2 separate regions of the Mus musculus genome follow, and region 2 is linked to region 1. The links are chromatin contacts, called in public Hi-C maps. All regions are on one chromosome and are shown on one strand. The core of a region is the stretch at or near the end of the contact, and the rest is flanking DNA. Distances in the headings are between cores, read along the strand shown.

What was found. A called contact is a pair of places that touch in the nucleus more often than the background predicts.
Region 2: a Hi-C map of epidermal suprabasal cells shows a contact between it and region 1, with 2.4 times the contacts expected there. The contact joins two enhancer-like sites. A contact is called at or near these places in 1 of 15 datasets of contacts at CTCF or cohesin (CD8 T cells), 6 of 484 Hi-C or Micro-C datasets (embryonic stem cells, epidermal suprabasal cells, liver and 2 more), 1 of 115 datasets of contacts at active chromatin or transcription factors (embryonic stem cells) and 1 of 9 other capture datasets (embryonic stem cells).

What each region holds. Positions count from the first base shown.
Region 1 is chr12:35,604,726-35,609,894 of GRCm38.p6, reverse strand. No RefSeq gene overlaps it. Among named protein-coding and RNA genes, the nearest start is that of Ahr, 72 kb to the right of the region's middle. Within about 2 kb of position 1,999, at least 11 of the 459 cell types and tissues checked have an H3K27ac peak or open chromatin away from gene starts, as enhancers often do. A contact at or near this core is called in epidermal suprabasal cells, where this site is marked.
Region 2 is chr12:35,669,082-35,674,242 of GRCm38.p6, reverse strand. 9130015A21Rik (RIKEN cDNA 9130015A21 gene) reads left to right here. Exons shown (of 5, transcript NR_045050.1): 4 at 1-132; 5 at 1,704-1,953. Among named protein-coding and RNA genes, the nearest start is that of 9130015A21Rik, 23 kb to the left of the region's middle. Within about 2 kb of position 1,357, at least 21 of the 459 cell types and tissues checked have an H3K27ac peak or open chromatin away from gene starts, as enhancers often do. A contact at or near this core is called in epidermal suprabasal cells, where this site is marked.

The DNA of each region.
Region 1 (5,169 bases), core at 750-3,249:
GAGACTGAAGGAAAGGCCATCCAGAGACTGCTCCACCTGGGGATCCATTCTATATACAGTCACCACACCCAAACTCTATTGTGGATGCCAACAAGTGCTTGCTGACAGAAGCTTGATATAGAGGTTCTGCCATTGGCTGACAAATACAGTGGTGGATGCTCTGAGCCAACCATAGAACTGAGCACAAGGTCCCCAGTGGAGGAGCTAGAGAAAGGATCCAAGGAGCTGAAGGGGTTTACAACTCCATAAGAGGAACAACAATATGAACCAACCAGTACCCCCAGAGCTCCCAGGGACTAAACCACCAACCAAAGAGTACACATGGAGGGACTCCTGGTTCCAGCTGCATATGTAGCAGAGGATGGCCTTGTTGGTCATCAATGGGAGGAGAGGCCACTGGTCCTGTGAAGGCTCTATGCCCCAGTGTAGGGCCAAGAAGTAAGAGTGGGTGCTTGGTGAGCAGGGAGCCGGGAAGGGGATAGGGAGGTTTTGGAGGGGAAACCAGAAAAGAGAATAACATTTGAAATGTAACTATAGAAAATATCTAATAAAAAAGTAAGTAAAAAGTGAAAAAAATGTGTCAAAAAGAAAATATAAATAAAACACCCATTATTAATTTAGAAGTCAATCTAATCCCTCTATTATTAATATTCAGCTTTGTTGAAGGTGCACTAATTATACCTGACTGCACACAAAGCACAAAGCATTTGAATGAGTCTTTTCCTGACATACCCCTGACTTCCAGGGTTTGGTTAGTAATTAGGTCTGCAATGCATGGCATGTGAATTCCTGAGGATTAAGGAAGTGTTGAGGGAGCCTTGCTCTATGGAAGTTATATCCCAGTAGACAAAAGAGAAAGATCCATGCATTGAGTGCTTACATGAAGAGGTGCATGCAAATTAAAGGATCAATTCTGCTGCTGTGATATAATAATCCAACATAACACAGCTTTGAGATTGAAGTGTGTATTTGTCTTAGAATTCCAGGTTATATAATCCATCATAACATGGCTGTCCCCACAGGAACTCTGAGAAGCTACTTGCATCATAGTCAAGAGTAGAGAGAACAGAATCAACACACACTTACTTGCTCAGCATAATTTCTTCAGCTCTCACACAGTTTGTGGCTCAGCCCATGAATTGGCAGTGCCCACATGCAGGTTGATTCTTCCCACCTCAATATGAAAAATTGCTTTACAAGCATGTATAACAGGCCAAGATGGTCTAGACCATCCCTTATTGAGACTGTTTCCTAGTGATTCTAGATTGTATTGCATTGATAAAACTGACAGTCAACCACAGGAGAAAAATTATTAACACTGCTTGGTAGGACACAAAAGTATGAAAAATTCAGCTCAGGCACAAGGAAATGGTTTGCTTGGATACAATGTATTCTTTACAAGGCTGGATGGTTTCTCAGCCTGGGGGAACAAAGCTCTTAAGCATGGAAGGTTGAAGCAGAAGGTTTCTTTTGACATATTCAGCATGTTGACAAACAGAACGGTAATAATTATAATATTAGTAATAAAACAGTAATGAATACTGTTGTCACAGAGAATCCCAATGGAGGTGGTATTTTACAAATAAGAGACATTTTCAACCTAAATCCTCCAGTTTTTAGAATTATTTATTTTTCTCAAGGACTTATACATAATGACTTTTTTTTTTTACTAATACTAAACCAATACTTGTATTTACATTAATTTTTTTCTTAGTTAGTCAGTGTTAGCTGGAATCATGACCTGTCCTTCCATGCTGCTGAGTTCCCCAGTGTTCTAGTCCTTAGCATGTTGAGGAAGGACAGTGGAATGGGCGGGGCATGCACACAGCATGGGAGTGTTGCAGGAACTGGACTAGGAAACTGAACTTTAGGCAATAGAAGATAATTTCCTTCAGAATTAGCATCAATTTAAAGCACTCATTCCAAGTCTGTAAGTGCTGTCACAGCTCCCTTTCATAACTCATAGCTGCTCATGTCAATATTGATTTGTGCCTGTGAGGTTGCTATAACAACCATTTTTCAAACAATTATGTAACACATGATTTAGTTGATATGAATCAGAGCTGATAGGAGTAGTTTTTCACCCAGCACCCTGTGTGTGTGTGTGTGTGTGTGTGTGTGTGTGTGTGTTCATGCACGTGCATGCTAGTGTGTAAAAGCAGGAAATTCCCTAACAATATTCATGCCCTAAGAATTCCATTTTCACTGACTATGTCTTATGGCATTCTTCATGTAAATGGAATATTATTGGAGTGCACTTCCTTATGAGTGTATGTTATTGTAGGGGAAAATCCATAGTACATGTATTCTTTTGCCTCAGGTTTTGTTGTTGCTGCTGTTACTGGCAGTGGCAGTGGTGGTGTGTGTATGTTTGTGTGTTTATCTTCTAAACTAGAAGGGAGCTCTGCCTTCCATTCTGGTTTCCATGAGTTCATGAGAACTTCCACCAGATCCTCATGACAGTATGATAACAAGATTAGTCTATCATAATTGTATCCAGAACAGTTTGCTTGAAATTTTACTAGTCTCAACCTTTTAGCCATACTTTTAATAAACATTATCTGAAGTTGAACTTTTCTTTTCTTTTTTTTTTTTGTCTTGTAAAGTGTATTACTTTCAAGTAAACAAGAAATTGATCAAATGTCAGAAACTCTGTGGTTGGACTCTAAGGGTCTGTAGGTCTCAGAGCTTTTGCAAATGATTCTAACTTACAAGGTAGACTAATACGAATGAAATGACTAACTGGGAATCTAGTGTATAATGAGTACATAGTGAGATCACTAGATAATGCTTTTTTTTTTAAGCAGAAGATTTCTTGTCAGTATTTTATTCTTTTTTTTTTATTACGTATTTTCCTCAATTACATTTCCAATGCTATCCCAAAAGTCCCCCATACCCTCCCCCCCACTTCCCTACCCACTCATTCCCATTTTTTTGGCCCTGGCGTTCCCCTGTACTGGGGCATAAAAGTTTGTGTGTCCAATGGGCCTCTCTTTCCAGTGATGGCCAACTAGGCCATCTTTTGATACATATGTAGCTAGAGTCAAGAGCTCCGGGGTACTGGTTAGTTCATAATGTTGTTGCACCTGCAGGGTTGCAGATCTCTTTAGCTCCTTGGGTACTTTCTCTAGCTCCTCCATTGGGGGCCCTGTGGTCCATCCAATAGCTGACTGTGAGCATCTACTTATGTGTTTGCTAGGCCAGGGCCTAGTCTCACAAGAGATAGCTATATCTGGGTCCTTTCAGCAAAATCTTGCTAGTGTATGCAATGGTGTCAGCGTTTGGAAGCTGATTATGGGGTGGATCCCTAGATAAGGCAGTCTCTAGATGGTCCATCCTTTTGTCGCAGCTCCAAACTTTGTCTCTGTAACTCCTTCCATGGGTGTTTTGTTCCCAATTCTAAGAAGGGGCAAAGTGTCCACACTTTGGTCTTCATTCTTCTAGAGTTTCGTAAGAGAACAGTCTGTTTAATAACCAAGTTTTATGAATAAGTAATGGTATTACCATGTACATATATTGAGTCTTACTTTTGAAATTGACTTTAAAATTGATCCTTGTCCACCATTCTGCTTATTAAGCACAAGACAATGAACAGACTTTGCACATGTTTTTCCACGAAGGTCACTGGGGACCAGAACTAAGCAATGTTGACCACGGAATTCCTACTACCTATCTCTCTGCATGTCCAGTCCAGGATATCTGAAGATTTATTGTTAGGAAAATATTACTAACCTGTTCTTTGACCAGTGAGAATTGTCTCCAAGTTTAGGGAATCAGTTTTCACATCAGCAATAATTCCTCATGGCTATAGATATGGGAGGAAGAAGACTGACAAGTCAGGGTCTCATTATGAACAATTGCCTCACTTTGTCTTTTCAAACGTAGGTGATGACTCAAATATTCTAGAATGGAGTCCTGCTTCCCTACAGACCATATTTCCATGGGTATCAATGATTATGGGTCAAATGCTGTCAGATACTTGGGAGAACTTGTTCATTGTATTTTCTCTTCTTCTGACACTCTGTTCTACATGCCCACGCCTGGATTTATCTTGACAGTGCAAATACCTCTCAATTGCATGATCTCATAAACGTTGCACTCTTAAAATATTCCTCCCCATTCTGTCCACTATAAAGTGCTCAGTCCAGTTATTTCCTTTCCCTGAAGTCTAGATTTTCCCATGAAGTGGTATGCTTTCCATTATCCTGTTAAGATGAAGCTGTCCTTTCAAAATGTTAGAACCACATTCCCTTAGGTCCACAGGACAGGTCCAGACTGTGACACTCCAATGCTTGTGTAACACGCTTTTGTTTAACATGAAGTCTGCCCACTGTGAGTCATGTTTTATGTTGTGCCCTACTGACTGTGTCATTTCTGAGCCAGGATTCTGGAAACTTCTCATAATATCCATTTCTGATATGGCTGTAATCATCATTTAGTTGAGGTTCAAACACATCCTTGAAAATTATCCTTCCTCACTATAAGTTTGAGTGATCAATTTTATAATACATTTTCTGCATTTTAGCAATAACTTTCACGGACATTTACTCCCACACATGACTGACTGCAGCACCCTCCAAATCAGTGACAGTAAAATCTGATGCCTTCACCGCAGCATCCTTTTCTTCCTGCAGAGTCTCTTATGATCACATCATGATCTCTATTCTCTCTATGGTATCTCCCCTTTTTTTTTTAACCAGCTCCAAATAATCTTAGTGGCTTCACTTTCTTCTGCATTTGGAAAGTGTAATTTCAAGTACCCTTTCGACAATATCTCATGCTCCATGCCTTCTGCAAAGTTCACGTATCTCTATATACAAATCCGCCATCAAGGATCACAATACACATTCCTGTCTTCAGGGATGTTAAATATTTAAATACTGATGCTCTATGATGGAGTTCTGTCCCAAGAAAAATACCTGCTCTCCAAGTTCAGTGCCCAAGCAGCTGTTATTGGGTCTGATTAGCTTTATGCACAACTGCCTTCTGTAGTAGCTCTAATCTTTTATCAAAAATCTGCTAATCTGTGTTCTTGCTCCCACTTTGCATGTGACTTCACATTCAATTGTGTGGATATCACCAATTCCGAAGACTTAATTCTTTTAACTTATCCTGTGTTTCTTTGGGAAACTTTGTGGTTCTACCTTTTCAGTCACCTCTTATCACTGC
Region 2 (5,161 bases), core at 108-2,607, 65 kb before region 1:
CAATTCTACTCTGCTACACTCTATAGTTTTCAGCTCAATTCCGGTCTAGTGCTCCACCATGAGCACTGCTGCTGGGAGCCACCCTGCCTTTACTGCCTTCCTGTGCCAATTCACAGCCTTCTACGAGTCTAGGTATGTTTGGGGTCAAAGCTTGCCAGAGTTTCCTGTACTATGTTGTATATTGTTAGATGAGAAAGAACCGTAAAGGAGAGAAAAAAATGTACTTCAAAACTTTTTTTAACATTTAAAAAAATAGTTTTTTATGTTTGAATATTTTGCCTCTTTGTATGTATGTGTATGCATGTCATCCAAGGAGTTCAGAAGACAGCATCTGTTATAGGAATGTTACCATTTTCCATACTCACTCTCCTTTGTGGGACCTTCCTCATGTGCCCCTCAACCCTTCTTGAAACCTAAAAATATGGTCACCATATTGAAAGATTTACTATAGACTCCAATGTTATTTTCTCTTTCCCGTGTCAGCCAGCATGAAAACAAAACACAACAAAACAAAAACCTTCTATGTGGAAAAAAAAATTCTGGATTTTTTTTAGATTGAAGTTGTTGAATCTGCCACAATTGTTAAAATAAGTGAAAGTTACAAAATGATTGGCCAGTGTAGGAAACAAATTCGTTTTCAAATCTGTTGCCAAGCATTAGAAAACAAAATCTTTTTGACTGTTTTAGGGGTAGGTGATGAAGTTGGTTGGAAGTATATTCTCAGTCCAGGTTCGTTAGCAGTCTAGAGATGAATGCTCAGAAGGAGTTAAGGAGATGATGAAGTGTGTTTCCTCACTGCAAACTTCAAAGACAGAGCCCTCGAAACACCATTGGTTACATAGTGTACTCGGAGAAGCTGGTGTAAAAGGAAAGATGGAATGATCACGCACAAAACATTGCCCTTGGAATATTTTTATTGTCAAAACATCTAAAGTTTTAGTGTAAAATATTCTGAAAATATGGATTGTAGAGTACATATGACATTTAATAAATATCCGAACATATTTGTATAGAGAAAATATAAAATTTGATTGAGGTAGAAATTTGTTTCTTTTCAGTCCCATGACAAAGAAAAGTCTATAGCTGCCTTCTGTTGGCAAATTAATCTACTCTGAATCTTTATTTAAAACATGGTATTCATTTCATAAAATAGGTCCTGGGGAAGATGCACACTAGTCCAGCCCCAAACAGAGATGACACTGACGGTGAGGGATGCCCCAAGAGCGTTGAGAATTTCTACCTACAAGCACTTTCTAATGTCCTATTGTAACATAGTCCTTTTACTACAGTGACAGCATGCTTCTATTTCTTTGTACTTAATTAAAAATGTATCATTCACGGATGTGTCATGTGTATATGTAAGCACAGGCAGAGGTATGCCATGACAGGCATTAAGGAGTTTCTTCTGTTCTTCCAGGCTGTCTGTCAGGCTTATAGAATGTGTGGCTAGTTTTATGTGAACTTGACACAAGATAGAATTATGTGGAAGATGGAATCTCAATAGAGGAAATACCACCACCGGACTGGCCTGTGGGAAAACCTGTAGTGCAGTTTTATAGTTAGTAATTGATGTGCTAGTGCCCTGCCTACTGTGGGTAGTGCCAATCCTGGGCAAATGATGCTGATTATATAAGAAAGCAGGCTGAGCAAGGCATGAGAAATAAACCAGTAAACAATGTTCCTGCTTCGTTTCTCGCCTACAGGTTTCTGGTTTGCTTGAGTTTCTGCCACAACTTCCCTCTGCCATGGACTGTTATCTGGAAGTACAAGAAGAAATAATACCTTTCCTCTCAAGTTACCTTTCGTCATGGTGTTTTTTCACAGCGATGGAAACAAAGACACTGAATAAAGCTTTTACCTACTGAGTCATCTCATTGAATCATCAAGCACTGTTTGGTTTTAGTGAGAAGCAAGTCTACCTATTTAAACATGGTATTGAAGTAATAAAACAAAGGTCTTCTAAACAAAACAAAAAAACAAAAAAAAAAAAACCTCAGAAAACGAAATGTCCATCTTCATGACTGTTATTGATGATGATGATGATATTTGGATGATTAAATAAAATATTCTTCAAAAATGTCTTAAAATACCACATCTAATATTTACTGAGCATTAAAAAAAAAGGGTCAAGGGTTGTTTTCTGCATGAATTATTTTATATAATCTTCAAGAAGGTTCTTTAGGTTAAATAGTAATATTAATCCTCATTTTACAAAGTATAAAACTCAGCTAAGTAACTTGTCTAAGGCAATAAAGTGAGTCATCACAGTCCACTAATTCAGTAAGCGTTTGTCTGGCCCTAGAGTCCAATAAGTCTGTCAAACACAAGTCCAGTCGCTGCTGAATTTAGAAGAGACAAATACATAAATTGAAGAGAGAATGATATGAAATGAAAGGAACCCTCGGCACAGAAGCTGTGAGTTCATGGGTGCTGAAAGTCAAATTTTATCAGGAGGAAGAGGAAGGATTTTTCTAGAATTATAATCATAACCTGTCTGTTTAGTGATAGAAAAATATGGGATGTTACAGAGATCTGTGAAGTGCTGCTGTTCTGCGGGGATGAAGTGATGCTTGGGCAAGAGCTTGCTGCCTGATGGACGGACTTAGATTCTGCTGATCTTTGCTTCAAACTCATTGACCAATTACTTCCTTTTGCCCTGATTTCCTTCTTTACTTTTTCTGTTTATACTATTGTGATCAGAGTTTTCCAAGGCATGAATCAATTGATTTAAAGATGATCAATTGATTTCTGAACCTAGGGTACTGAACTATGCAGTCATAAGTAAAATAAAATACAAAAGAAAATTCTAGGACTGCCTGGGGCGTGGAGATCAACTCATAAAGACAGGAAAAACATTGGCCACAGATGAGGAAATAATAAACATGAGTCATTCCATATTTTTTTTCAGCAAAGAATAATAACAAACAAAGGAACAAACACTCATGTTTTCTACCTCTTCCCAGGAAGAGAAAAACCTTCAATAGAAACAAGGATGCCAAAGTATGAAAGTTGACAAGCAAAGACCTGCAGGAGCCATGCAAGCAGGTGCTTGCTGCTCCTGGTGACTGCCCGCAAGCACAGCCACCCAGGGAACATGTCCAATGCGATGGTGGCACAGGCTGGCTAAATGAGTAGACATAATAACAGAGCAGTGTGAGTCAGAGAGAAGCGTGTACATGGAGATACAAGTATCGGTCTCTGTGTGCTTCACAAGCATATGACTCTATGTATGCAAAGGCCAGGGTCCACAGAAATTCACAGAAGGTAGAGCAGGGTTGGCTCTTAATATCTAGAAATGGTTGTGGTGTTTCCAATCCTATGTTTTTGCCACTTCCCTCTTGAGAAATGGAGTCTCTATTCCCACTCTGCCCCAAGTACGACTTCGTCTGTGGTAAAAAGAAGGCCAACTTATTTCCTCACAGAGGTCTTAAATAGTAACGGTTATATGTGCTATGTGTGTACGGTGTGTATGTACATGTGCAAGAGGACATAGAATGGATAAGATGGATGGATGATGGGAGGTGGAATGGAATGGAAAGATCACCTGGGTGGGGGGAGGAGGGAGTGAAGAAGAGACTACTGGCAGAGACAATTAAAACTAAAGGCCATTTGAGGGTCACATAGAAACCTAATACCATAGAAGCTTCCTAAAATACATACATGTATAAATGTAATCTAAATGAAATCACTAAAGAAACAAAGAAAATAAAGCCCAACTGGATATTGTTCATCCCCAAATGAAACTTCCAGTACTGAGAACAGATTACATATAATCAAATTATTGGCCCAAAAGGCCCCATAAACATCCTCAAACACCCCTGCCTGTTGCTAAGGCTATTCGTTGTTCTCCATAAACTAATGGTAAAGCCCCATTGCTGAAGACAATATTCACATGACTCAGTGAACATGTAGAAGTTGATCTGGTGCTTGCCTAGAATATTCAACCCCTTGACTTTTGTTCATAGTCCTCCTGGACAGTACTCTGTATGCTACCAAATGAGAAAGATAGTCATTGACTCAGTTACAAATCCTTCAACATATGATGGTATATATTGTGTCAGTAAAATAGTAGCACAAAACTTGTGGGAGAAACCAACCAATATCCAAGGTCCACTCTGTGAGATAGAACCCATCCCAGACACTGCTCAGGTGCCCAAGAACCTGAGACAAGATAGGCCAGTGACCTAGGGGAAAACCAAATATCACTGTGTGCTAAAGGAACATAGCAATAAAATGAGACCTAAGGACATTCTGCTATACTCCTAGATCAGTGCTTTGGCTAGCCATCACCAGAGAAACTCCTTCCTGAAGTATATAGTAACTACAGCCAGACAACGTATAAAAGAATGAGATATTTTAGAACACTCAGCCCCAAAAGGGTTGTATCCATCAAACCCCTCCCTTCATGGCTCAGGGAAGCCCTTGGAAGAGAAAATAGAACTGACACACATATGAACTCCCAGAGAAACTGGGACAGCATGCACACAGAGCCTGCATGGGTTGGGGCCAGATGGGTCGTAGTGCCAAGAGAGCAAGTATATACAAGCCCCTTCCCTAACCCAGAACTAAACCTACAACTAAAATCCCATGCAAATGAAAAATTACTTTATCCAACAGAATCTTCCTGAGGATACAAACATCTGTTAAGCCAGCAGTATATGGCTAACACAAAACAAACTCAATGGCATCTTTGGAAGTTCTTTCTATACGTCTCTGTGTCTGTCTGTCTGTCTGTCTCTCTCTCTCTCTCTCTCTCTCCCTCTCTCTCTGTCGCTGTCCCTGTGTCTCTGTCTCTCTATCTCTGTCTTTGTCTCTCCCTCCTTCCCCACTTCCCCTTATTACCTTACAGATCATTTGTGTATATATTTTGGCATCTGGTTTTGTGAAGAGATTACTGTATGTAGCTCTGCATCTATATGTGTTTCTTGTGTTTTTATTTGACTTTTTCTTCTGTTTGTATTGTTTTGTTTTATCAGATTTTATATTATGACTCTTTAGATGCCTTGTTGTTTTCTGAGGAGAGACATGAGCATGTGGATTCTGCTGGGAAGGGGAACAGGAGAGACTATCAAAGTCGGGAAAGGAGGTACCATATTTAGAATATGTATGAAAAAAACCTGTTTTCAGTAGAAGAAAAAGAGAAAAAAAGAAAGTGAAAAAT